Regions from separate parts of the Zea mays genome. Here regions 2 and 3 are each linked to region 1. Evidence: chromatin contacts called from public Hi-C and HiChIP or PLAC-seq data. All regions are on one chromosome and are shown on one strand. Each heading gives the region's core, a stretch centred on a gene start, on an enhancer-like site or on the middle of the called end of the contact. The rest is flanking DNA. Distances are from core to core; before and after follow the strand shown. Region 1 holds the start of LOC100283862 (amidase). Region 2 holds the start of LOC100216894. Region 3 holds the start of LOC103633165.

The links. Hi-C and Micro-C count contacts between places; a contact is called where the count stands out from the background. HiChIP or PLAC-seq counts read pairs in DNA pulled down with a chosen protein or histone mark.
Region 2: a contact with region 1 is called in a Hi-C map of ear, with 1.9 times the contacts expected there. The contact joins the promoter of LOC100216894 here to the promoter of LOC100283862 in region 1. A contact is called at or near these places in 3 of 25 Hi-C or Micro-C datasets (ear, endosperm and tassel).
Region 3: a contact with region 1 is called in an H3K4me3 HiChIP or PLAC-seq map of leaf, with 2.4 times the contacts expected there. The contact joins the promoter of LOC103633165 here to the promoter of LOC100283862 in region 1. A contact is called at or near these places in 1 of 25 Hi-C or Micro-C datasets (ear) and 2 of 3 datasets of contacts at active chromatin or transcription factors (leaf and seedling).

The regions. Positions count from the first base shown.
Region 1 is chr7:154,873,227-154,877,393 of Zm-B73-REFERENCE-NAM-5.0, reverse strand. LOC100283862 (amidase) reads left to right here and starts at 2,423. Exons shown (of 5, transcript NM_001156760.2): 1 at 2,423-3,077; 2 at 3,187-3,401; 3 at 3,488-3,724; 4 at 4,088-4,167. The coding sequence starts at 2,550.
Region 2 is chr7:154,685,108-154,689,274 of Zm-B73-REFERENCE-NAM-5.0, reverse strand. LOC100216894 reads left to right here and starts at 2,362. Exons shown (of 5, transcript NM_001143281.1): 1 at 2,362-2,964. The coding sequence starts at 2,950.
Region 3 is chr7:154,726,224-154,730,390 of Zm-B73-REFERENCE-NAM-5.0, reverse strand. It overlaps LOC103633165, which reads left to right and starts at 2,288. Exons shown (of 6, transcript NM_001328616.2): 1 at 2,288-2,503; 2 at 3,099-3,213; 3 at 3,367-3,617; 4 at 4,143-4,167. The coding sequence starts at 3,209.

The sequences.
Region 1 (4,167 bases), core at 1,174-3,673:
GCGGGCGCGGGAGGCCGTTGGCACGTCGCGCGTCGACACGCTGCGCATGTGCCGGCAGTTGAAACTTTTGCCGGGCTCGTGTCCGGCCGGCGCGCTGCCTCGTGGGCGGTGGTCGCGAGGCCTACTGGGAAGCGCTGTGGCCAACGATGCAACCAACGCCCGCACGGCACATGTGTCCGAGCGGCCTACTGTGCCGGTGAGCGCGAGGCCGCGTGCACCGTGCACGGATACGCGACGCGGCCCTTCACATGCGCGGCCACTGGGCACGTCCAGGCGTCCAGCCCCGGCACCCGGCAGGCATGTGCCGCCGCTTTTCGGGGGAGCGTTGCCCTTTGTCTTGGCTCGCGCCGTCGTCGGCATCCGACCCGTCTGAACATTTAATGCGTCTGCACGCGCACTGCCCTTTCTCTCTCTTTTTTTAATTCTAGAAAGATAATGTGGTTTTAGACCTTTTTTTTAAGAACCGGTTTTGTCATCCTGTGACGTGTATAAATGATGCTACTGTACTGGTACACATATGAATATGTTCCAAAAAACAAAGGTATAAACACATTTTTTTTACTCGCTGAGGGTTAGTTTTAAGCCACAAACCCGAAGATAAGAGGGTCTAAAATCTTATTCTTATTCAAAATTAAATAAGAAGGAAATTTTAGTCCTCCATCCCATCCAGTTTTGTAATTGCTAAATTAACTCTGAAAGTTAGGAGCAGGGGAACAAAATTCTTAAACCTTTCGATTATTCCTATTCCATATGGATTAGATGGAATTAAAAAATTATAATTTTTTATTTGTTTAGAATTTATACCCACTCAATCTTATCCAATCTATATGGATTGAGAGCAAACAAACCTCATTTAAGGACTGATCGTCCGCTGTCAATGCGCTCTTGCAGGATGCTGCAGGTGTTCTTCTTTTTATTATAAAAAATAAAAAAAATAACAGGATGTGCTGTGCTTTTTCTCTCTTGGGCCAAACTGTCTTTCGGGCTTTGGCTCTTCCGGCACTCGGATACACTAATGTAGCTATAGGGCCTACTATCTGGGCTTAGCTAATGTAACATCCACATATTTGGATGTTTGTTCGAGCTGCTTGGGGCCTGGAAGCCGAAAGAGTCACAGCGGGCTTGCGGGAAACGATCTAGGCGGTGTTTCCACGAAGCCGGGCCGCCGGGGCCTGGAATCTGCTCACTGCTACCTGAGCTCCCATCAGCACCTGAGCCTGGGTATTCAATTAAAACTAAAATTCAGTTCGGCCCTTTCGGTTTTTTAAAAGTTCGATCTTCATATAAAACCATTTCATATCCCTACTTTTCATCCACTATCAATTTTTATCTACTAACAATTATTCATGGATAAAAAATATAAGACATGAACAGTGACATAGAGTCATCACACCGTCAGCATGAGAGAGAAAAATAACGTCGTTTAGGTTATCTCTAGCAGGCTGTGTCAACGTAAGAGAGAAAAATGACATCATTTATGTCATCTCGAGCAGGTCGTGTATAGGAATGTGCAAAACACTGTTTAAGGGCGCTGCGGGAGCCGCTGCAGCCAGTCTGAAGCTATCTCCAACAAGACCCGCTATAGCAACATGTACGCTAAATTTAGAGGACATGGTGCTCCTTTATGCCTCCTGCAAGGAACGCTGAGTGCGCTAAAATTTAGAGTCTGTGTTGGAGCTTCTACATCTAGAGAATAACTATTCGTCCGCTATCGACGCATTGCTGCACACATCCGACAAATACGACGTCGCCCATGGCCGCATCACGACAACCTCCAAACGAGCCTGCTTGCACGAAGCTCGCGCCGCGGAGAAGATAGCAGCAACGCCGGGGAAGATGACCAACACGTCGCGGTAGTCACCCTAGAGCTTGCGGCGGACACCATGGTGCCTCGGTTGCGACGGCTTGGAGAAGCTGGGCGCTGCATGGAGGAGCTCCGCCGGAGAGTATGACCCTGCTGCGGTGGCGAGGAGTCGCTTGATGGCGGCGGCGGCGAGAAGTCTGGCAACGACGCTATGGATCTCGGCCACGGAAGAGAAAAACAAAAGGCAAAAATTGGTCGTCAAATACATGAACAGGAAAACCCAATTTTCCCACAGCGACCTCTTATATGTATTCATATGAATAAAACATATTTTCTAATATATAAATAGACTCAACATTTTGTAAAAAATGTCATTTTAAAAATTTGTGTTAATATATGTTGGTAAATATAGAGAATGAGATATAGAGAACGGAATTTAGAGATTATTATCGGAGATGTTAAAGATATAGATAACAGAATCTTTTAGAGAGTGAAGAAGACTGATGCGAATCTTCAAATGCGAAGTGGTCCTACACTATTTGTTCTCATCAAGCATGTGAAAATGAAGCGCAAATTAGGAAGGAACAAATGAAAGAGCCAACGGTCGGGCAACAAGACATGAGCATCTGAAGACACGCAGTGTGGCAGTGTGCTGTGCACACCACACGATGCACAAGCGCTGAAGATAAAGCAAGCACCAGATCGTCCCGACGACAGTACTAGCCACTAGCTAGCTAGCGTCGCGATGGTTGACCTGCGCCTCCAGGTCGTCGCCACCGTCCTGGGCGTGGCCCTGGCGGCCGCTGCCGCCGGCAGCTCCAGCGGCAAGCAGTTCGAGTTCCAGGAGGCCACCGTGGACGCCATCCACCAGGGATTCAGGAACGGCAGCCTCACGTCGACGGCGCTCGCCCGGTTCTACCTGGAGCAGATCGCCCGCCTCAACCCGCTGCTCCGCGCCGTCATCGAGGTGAACCCGGACGCGCTCGCGCAGGCGGCGCGCGCCGACGCGGAGCGCGCCGCCTCGCGCGGGCGCTGCGCCGTCGGGCTGCACGGCATCCCCGTCCTGCTCAAGGACAACATCGACACGCGCGACCGGCTCAACACCACGGCCGGCTCGCTCGCGCTGCTCGGCTCCGTCGTCAGGCGCGACGCCGGCGTGGTGGCGCGCCTCCGCCGCGCCGGCGCCGTCATCCTCGGCAAGGCCAACCCCTCCGAGTGGTCTAACTTCCGCCCCGTCGCCTCCGGCTGGAGCGCCCGCGGCGGCCAGACGCTGGTACGACTCCAGATGCTTTTTTTTTCCGCGCCAAGTAGCAGTTACGGTTACGGAGACCGACGGCGGCACGGATGCAACAAATCTGATGCTGCTATGCGTGAAATTACAGAATCCATATGTTCTCTCGGTAACCCCATGCGGGTCAAGCGCTGGGCCTGGCGTTGCGGCGGCAGCCAACATGGCGGCGGTGACACTTGGATCGGAGACCGACGGCTCCATCCTCTGCCCGTCGTCGCTCAACTCGGTGGTCGGGATCAAACCCACTGTTGGGTTGACGAGCCGATCCGGTGTCATCCCCATCACGCCTCTTCAAGACACTATTGGGTAAGAAACAGAAAATACCCACCGGTTAGCTCGAAGATGTCAGACTCCAAGCATCGTAGTTCACTTGTGCCTGTCGTTCGTTGCAGACCAATGTGTCGCACAGTTTCGGACGCCGTCCGTGTGTTGGACGTCATTGTCGGCTACGACGAGCTTGACGCTGAAGCCACCGGAGCAGCGTCCAAGTACATCCCACACGGGGGTTACACGCAGTTCCTGAGGACCAACGGACTGAGGGGCAAGAGGATCGGTGTCCCCGACGTATTTTTTCAAGGATACGACGATATGCAACTGGCGGTCTATGAGAAGCATCTCGATACAATGAGGTAGCTGTTTATACAACATGACGGTGTCTCGCAGCAACAAAATCACACTAAGGGCAAGTTTGGGAACCTCAATTTTCCAAAGGATTTCAATTTTCCCATGGAAAAATGAACTAATTTTCCTTAGGGCTAGTTTGGAAACTCCAATTTCCCACGGAATTCTCATTTTTCCCAGGGAAATTAGTTCATTTTCCATTGGGAAAATAAGAATCCCGTGGGAAATTGGAGTTTCCAAACTAGCCCTTAGAAAAATAGAAATTTTTTAGAAAATTGGGGTTCCCAAACTAACCCTAACAGTAGGCCAACTTGGCCACCGTCTAGAACGTCAACTAACATCATCGTACGTACGTCTGTTCTTCATGAAAGGCAACAAGGCGCCGTCGTGATCATGGATCTTGACATCGCAACAAATTTCACCGATCTGGGTAACCAGGAGATTCTGCTCA
Region 2 (4,167 bases), core at 1,113-3,612, 190 kb after region 1:
ATTACTAGACATCATTTGGCACCCAATGGACTCAAAAACAGATTTAGAGCTTTGAAAATATTTTTAAGTACCTCGAATAAATAGAATTTGGTTTTTGAAAAATAGAAAATTATTCTGAAAATATGAAAATTTATCAAAAGCTTCTATATGGTATATTAACATGTGTCAAATACCTTTTACACTTAGAAACACTATGCAACAACATAAATGCAACAACCAAAGCACCTCTAGGGCCCATTTCACTAGGCTTAAGCCAATATATAACAAAATAACTCTCCATTATTTTAGTAAAGAGAAAAGGAAAGCAAGAAAAAGAGAGAATAATAACTGAATTTTGAGTATAGAGCAAAGAATTTTTTATACCCAAAAATCAGGTTGTTACAATTGGTCATTAATCATCAAAACTAATGTAGAAACGACACATAGCACATTTACCTTTCAACAACGCACAAAGAAACTCATGCTTTATAGTTGTATTGATTGGGCCGATCTCGGATTTCTTAAATACGGGTTCCCACAAAAGCTGGCGGAATAGACCTTCTCCCGTTTTCCCCGTTTCTTGATTTTTCCACAAATACGAAAATGGACGGGTCAAATGTGAAAAATTGTACAGGTCGGGACGGGATTTTACTCGTATGTTTTGAACCCTAATCTCATCAAGTTTCATTTTATTATTCCTTCTCATATTAACTTTAGGTTTCCGCTTTCTCTCTTCTTATATTACTATTATGTTTTAAGATAGCACTATGTACTGACGTCTCTATATGTTATATGTCTCCATTGGACATATTTAAACCGTCTAAAAAACCCAAAAGAAGAGGTGTGCTATGACAGTTCGTTTTTGGGGCACAACTACATGCAAAAAGCTCCATGTATGTGCAATGGCAGAATAAGATGTGTTTGGAGACAAGAGCTAATTACTAGCTAGCTTAAAAAATTAGCTACTAGTATATCTAATGAGAAGGGCTAATATATTGACTAATATTTTTAGCCAAGTCTCTCTATTTAGTTGCTAGTAATCTATCTAATCAAATTTAACTAATTTAAAGTATTTTAGCTGAATTAGTAACTAGCTCTCTCTCATCAAACATGCTCTTGAGCTCTTCTATAACCAACATGTTCTTCTATAACCGCAAGATATACTCTTATGTAGCTATGCCACGAGTTACTTTCGTAGACCCCAAAAGTTAGCACAATCAAGTACTTATCATCCTAATATAATATGTTCTCTTAAAAATTGTTAGGTCACTTTGTGCCCCACAACCCCTTAATCTCATACAACCAAATAAGCTCATATAACGGTGCAAAACACTGTTTTGAACTATAGATTGCGCTGTTTACAGAATGAAGTTAAAAACGAGAGACGAGGATTGCTAGAGATAGCCTTACCAATAGGAGCCAGTGTAAGCATGTAACACGTGCAGAAGAAATTTGGAATTATGACATTATGAAAAGTGGAATTCGCTACTTTGTCATCAGTTTATGAGGCTTCATCTGAATATCATTATAAAAATGTTGCACGCTGTAATGTCATTTGATCGTTTAATAAAATAAAAAAGAAATGTATATATTTGTATGGATATTGAGGTCTAGTTTTATTGGGACACATAGAGACAACAGGGGCTTACGACGAACATCAGTCACCGAAGTGATAATGGATGAACAATAATAAGGGTAAAATTGTCCCTCAATGTCTCTATAAATATTGTCCCTTAGAATTAGTTTGGAAATTCAAATCTCCTTCGGGATTGAAGGAGATTGAAGAGAAAATTAGTTCATTTCCACCTCAATTCCCTCAAATCCTAAAGTGAATTTGAGGTTCCTAAAATAGCCCTCAATGTCTCTATAAATATTTTTTTTGTTTTTATAAAACATCAAAATGATATTACAACAGGTGCAACATATTTTATTTAATTCACATATTTGTAATGTAATAGATAACTAATAACGTTAAATTATATTTGTTTAAGTACAACTACAATAAGGTACCAATAACATTAAACTATATTTGTTTAAGTACAACTGTAATAAGGTACCACTTTAAAAATTGATACTGATCTATTTAAATTTAATACCACTGTAACGTTAAATTATATTTGTTTAAGTACAACCGTAATCAATACTATATTGAAAATGAGTACCGGCTTATTCAAAATGGTTACCGTCGGTAATCGAGTGTTAATCATTATCATTAATATTTACGTTATATTTCATGAACCAAACGACACCTGAAAATGTAAATCATTACCGTTACATTTGGTGAAACAACTGACAAGGTTGTGAAACCCACCTCGAAGGCAGAATTCTGAATTTCTCACCGTCTAACTGTAGGTGCAGCTGTGATCTCCCAACGCCATTTCACGGTTCTTCGTCAACCGTCATCGCTTTCTCCCCCTCCCCCGTCTCTTCTCCCTCGAGGGAATAAGCCCGCCGCGTGAAGCTTCTTCTTGCATCCGAGTGCGGAATCACCTCCAATCTGCCCCTCGGGCCGCCGGCGCCGATGGAGAAGGTGAAGAACATGCTCAAGCCGCGGCCGACGCCGCAGCAGCAGCTGCGCGAGTGGCAGCGCCGCCTCCGCAACGAGTGCCGCGTCCTCGACCGTCAGATCCGAGGTCCTACCCCCGAACGCGCCCGCATCTCCTTCCCTTCTCGTCCCCCACATCTCCTTCCCCTGGTCTCCAAGGGAACTGGCGATCGGGCTCGTGTGGACGGGTACTAGGTGTGATTCAAGGATTGGTGGTCGGGTGTTGCTTGTTGCTCTGGTTTGCCTCAGAAATGGCCAAGGCGGTGATGCGATTAGCCGAGCGATTCTCCCGACCCTGGGGGCTGTGCGCCAAACCCTTAACCCTTACCTGTAAGTATTTTTGGGTATGAATTGTTTTTGCAGATGTGCAGAGGGAGGAGAAGAACGTGGAGAAAGCCATCAGGGAGGCTGCCAAGCGCAATGACATGGGATCTGCAAAGGTAGTTTACTTTTCTTGATTTTTTTGGTACAAGTGTTAGGCCCTGTTTGTACCCTCTAGATTATATAATCCAGCTTAAATAAGTTAAGAGACAAACAAACAACGCATATTATTAAGTAGATTATATGATCTAGATACCTAGATTATGATAATCCATAAGCAGGTCATAGGTGCTTAACTGATTATATAATCTATAAGCTAGATTATATTATCCAACAAGGAAACAAACAGGGCCTTACTCTGCTAGTCTGCTTGCTCTCTCGTGCTTAGCATAGTTCGTTGGGATTTTGAGAGTACCACAGTTTGTCAAGGTGAATCTAGGAACAATGTAGATACTAATCAAATTGATCTCCTGCCACTAAACCTAAGGTTTTAGAATTGATGTTCATTTCATTGTGTAATGTGGATTTAGTTCTATTACATGAGCGAAAAAAATCCTACAGGTCTTAGTGCAGGAATATTGGACACGATAGGAGGAGCAATTGCACTGAATAAAAAAAACAATATCATAACCTTTTCACACCTCATTACGAATTTTATATGCCAATGCCATACATTTGATAGACTATAACTCTTGGTGTAAAGCTTCATATCTGGCAATCTAATATAATATGAAGCATGTTTTTCTCACCGCAAAGAGAGTGAATGTGAAACTGGATTTGCTTACATTATATAGGTTGAGGATGATTGGATTTTTTTCTCCCTATCTGTTTCTTACCTTTATTGTGTTGTCTGGTTATCTGTGAAGGAAGGAGAAAATGCGTATAATATGTGGGATGTTTATTGCTTGAGCCCTCGAGCTGTTTATATAAGAGTACATGGCTTGGAGGGCAAGGCGCCTCTCCTAGAGATAAGAAGGCTATCATCGGATTACAATCAATCCTAAACTATCCATATCCGGTGTTGCCTAATATACTTTAACATCCCTCCGCAGTCACAGAGGGAGTGGCGCAGACGATGAGACTGTAGAAGAAGCAGTCGAGCTGACATCCCCTCCACAGTCGTAACAGTCGATGCGACGTAGATGCTGTGGCTAGAGTGGAAGCCAATGAGGTTGCCCAAGCAAGGCAGTAGCCCTTTGTGCCGATGTCGAGGTAGCCAAGGATGAGGACGCAGAGCCGTTGTCGAAGTGCCGTGTGTTGGGTAGTCGTGGTCGAGGAAGATGTCGAGGATGACGGAGAAAACAAACTGCACAAGTCACAGC
Region 3 (4,167 bases), core at 1,039-3,538, 150 kb after region 1:
TGCTAATGTGAAGGAGCCTCTTCGGGAGATATGCAGAGCTGATTTTCCGTGTGGCTGTTTGACTTCTGCGCAGCCTTCAGTATTTTGACAATAACTTCTTCTAGGAATCTTCAAATGACGTGGGGCTGGATGCGTTGAAAAGCTAACTTGATAAGCTTTCTCACCATGTATAGCATGCTTAATGAAACTTCATAGAATGATGCAGTTTAATACGAAAACTTGGTCATCAAGCTGACTGTTGACCTTCTGACCAGTCGGCACTAAAGTAGGTCGGCTGCCTTTCTGGTAGATGTGGTTAAGTCGGCTTTAGAAGCATTGGAAACTAGACTTCAAGAGCTTTCAAAAAGTACTTATGGGCCTTCATAGCTTTTGGGAATCAAAAGATATGACTGTTTCTTCTGGACGGTTCTGTTGCGCTGGACTGACTCGGATATAACTCTTCTTGCTGATTCGCCCTTGATATGTTTTGTCCTTCCTCTTTGGTGAACCTAAGTAATATCAACATACACGACTTAGATAGCATAAAGTTCTCATTAGTGTTTAATTGAAATTCATAAAGTAGCGCGTGCACCTCTTGTTGTAGCTTTTTAGCTCGACTACGTGTAATTGGTCCATCAAAGGCTTGAGTTGGTGATGATGTTGGTTGTACTTGAGTTGATGTAGTATGACTTGGGGGTTGTAATGTGTTGCTTAATGGCATTGTCATATCAACATTGAGGGCTGTACATGGCGACACCCTGTCCCGTTGTCAGAGACTCTCTACCATCCTACCAGCATGCCGTGGCGTCATCCGAGACGATGTGTGTGGCGACGTGCTTTACCGTGGCTGTCGTCTGGCAACAATGCCTTCCTTGCCTCTACGTCAGCCGAGTATGAACGTATGGGCGTGCTCCTACCACACGCTTGATAGGAGGGCATGGTGCCGAGGCCCACGGGTGTACGAGTTCCCATCATGGGTCTTTCATTTCTCCGCCTCGTAGAGTTGCTCGGCGAAGCTTAGTGGGTCTGCCTTGCAGAGTTGCTCGGCGGGACTTGGTCGGCCTAGATGGACCGTTATGAGTTATGAGCTTACTTAGGGTACCGTGTTCCTAGGTACCGGTCACTAACTACTAGCTAACAGACTAATAGGTAGTTGAGCGTGCAACTACTTGTTTACTAGACTATTAGCTGGGGTGTTTCGATGTCTATAACTAAAAGCAGTTAATATCTGAACTATTAGCTAAGCTGTTTGGATGTCTCCAACTAATTTTAGCAGCTATTTGTTAGTTCTAGTGCAAACAAGGGCTTAGCCATTTTCAGTCCCAAACTAGGTGACTGAAAGTAACCTTCTAAATTTTAGTTCTTTAGTAATAAAGGAGGTAACTAATAGTGACTACACTTTTCTTTTACACAATCTGCTCCTCATTAGGTCTCCTATCTCTCCTAAAAATGAATCAGATGTATGGATTAGAGACGATCTTATCTTTACAATAACTAACATTTTTGGGGGTTTTGGTTTAGGGTCTAAAGTTTAGTCCGTATCATATTAGGTCTTGTTCGGTTACAAGAGAATAAATCCCACCATGGATTTAATCCGGGTCTGGATTGGACGAATCCATATGTCACACTCAATCCCATGGTGGGATTAAATTCATCATTTAATCCATGTATCTCTCAAAGCTAGCTATTGTTTTGATCCATGGATTATAATATAAACTTATGCAATCTTCATGGATTTGTTACATACCTAATGAGCTATGGATAGAATCCATGCCTTTCATAGTTTAAAAAATTCCCAAATCCTTGGGTTATAATCCATGATGGGTTTAACCGAATAAAAAAATTAAGTAGATTTGGATTATTTTGGGGCATGGACTGTGGCATGGATTTAATTCTAATCCATGCTAATTCAGAGCTGGATTGGTGTAAACGAACAAGACCTTAGGTGTTTTGAATGTATATTACGAGTATTAAATATGGTCTACTATTACGATTTCTTTGATTTAGTCCGTGGGACCAATTGTCAGTTTTGCCCCTTTAGTTACTAAAATTTATAAGGCTGGCAAAAGCAATTAAATAGGCCATGGACCATGGTACGACTGGTCAAACTTTCTTTTTCGTTTTTTACTCGCGGGCGGCATCCTTCTCTGTTCTCTCCCTGTCTCCAAAGTCCAAAGTCCAAACTCTCTATCTCGCCGTGTCCCGTCGCGAGCCTCCGTACGCTCGGTCTACGCACCCGGCGCCATCCTGATCTGATCAGTGGAATTAGGTCTGTGGACGCGGCCCACGGACGGCAAACGTTCCGACCTAACCACATTCCTTCCATCATTTCATCCTTCCCGGTGCGGCTGCGGCCAGATGCGTCCAAATTCCTCATATTTTCTCTCCTCCCCTGGTCCCTTCTCGTTCTCGCCCGCGTAATTCCTCTCTGGCGTCTACCAAAAGCGGAGCAACCGAGGCAAGAAAAAGGGGTGGGCGAGGAAAAGCGATTAGGCTTCTCTTCCAGTTCCTGATTCAGTCTGAGGTGAGGTACTCTGCAGTCTGCACCTAGAATAAGCATTTCTAGCCTTTTTTTTTCTGCGGTTGCTGGGTCGGGCGAGTTCCTACTGGGTTTTGGCCACTATGTATTGATATATCTGATCCGGAGGCGGGTTTAATTATTGGAAATCCTCGTGCGATTCTGAGGTGAAGAGCGGTGCCCGTGGTTATCTTGGTGAGCCGCATGTTTGGGTCGTATATATGCAAGTTCTAATCCTGCTGCTAGATTTGGAGAAGGGCCATAGGATGGATGGATGGATGTGACTGTGGTGAAGTTAATCAAATTGGAGGAATCGAATGCTGCGGTTCGGGTAACGCATGACAGTGGCCAATGCTATGCTATTGAATGGACAGTAAGACCTTAAGACAGTAAACTGGAGAGGAATTTGGATTCTAGATGATACAATTTACTTTTAGTGGATCTAGGAGAACTGGATAAATAGCTATAAAACGCTTGGCTAGTTGCGTATTTGAATCATAATATTCCATTCTTGGAGCCAGTGACGCTTGAGGCCCTGCTCCTTTGCATTTTTTGGCTACCTTATGAATAACAGTCTCTCTCTCTCTCTCTCTCTTTTCAGAAACAATGGATATCTGAAGCATGAAAAGTCAACCCACCTCACTCTTTTAAACAGTTCGGTTAACACACTTAATGGCTGCGGTGTTTGCATGACATTCTCTTTGAGCTTATATGGGGTAGGTGCCAAAAAAGAGAGATTTATTATCATCTTATGACATCACAAATATTTTTTTGTCATGCGAATGTAATTAATATATGAAGCGCCTGAATTCCATCTTTTGAGCGATTCCCGCCTCAAGCATATCTGATGCTTAATTTATGCAGAGCAGTGGCTGTATTGGTAATTTAAGCAGATCTCAGTCACTTCCAGATTCTAAACCGAAGCGATCTTTGAGAAAGAAATATCAGGATTCATCGACTGGAAACAGAAGACGATGGCAATCGGGTCTAGAAGCAATGGAGAAGAATGTTAGCATATCTGTTTCTCTTGAGGGGAATATCTCTTCTATTCCCAATTCAATAGCCAACGACTCTAAAACGTCAATGGAAAACAGGGTAGATACATCATTTATCAACCATGGTACGATATCATTTTGAAATTTTGGCACCTTGTTGTATTTAATGAGTTATATCTGTGTTTGGATGCTTACAACCTAAGTGGATTGAGAATGGTAGCTTGATTGTAAGGTAAATATGATTGTAGTTGTTTCATCCGTTAGATTTTATAGCATCTTTAATATGCAGTTAATTGTGCTTGTACCAACACCAATGCCATATCCAAATTGTTTCTCTTTTGAACAAGAACTGTTCATATAGGCTTGTTTTTCTTGGAACGATAAAGAAAATCACATGTAAAGGGGTTCATTCATTACTGTTGTCATGTTAAAGTCAGACTACAGAATATTGTATCTTGCTCTCTTACTTTTTGCAAGGGAAAGCTTTTTGTTAGCATGATTTTCTGTGGTCAGTTATTCAGACAATAACACATTTGTTATAGTTATTAGCCTGGTCAATAGTACCAGTTTTTGCGGGGGATATGGACGAATGAATAGGATTTGATGCCAGAGAGTCATTTGTATACCAATTATAATATTTGTTTCTGCAGCGGCTGAAGCATGGGCTGAGATGAG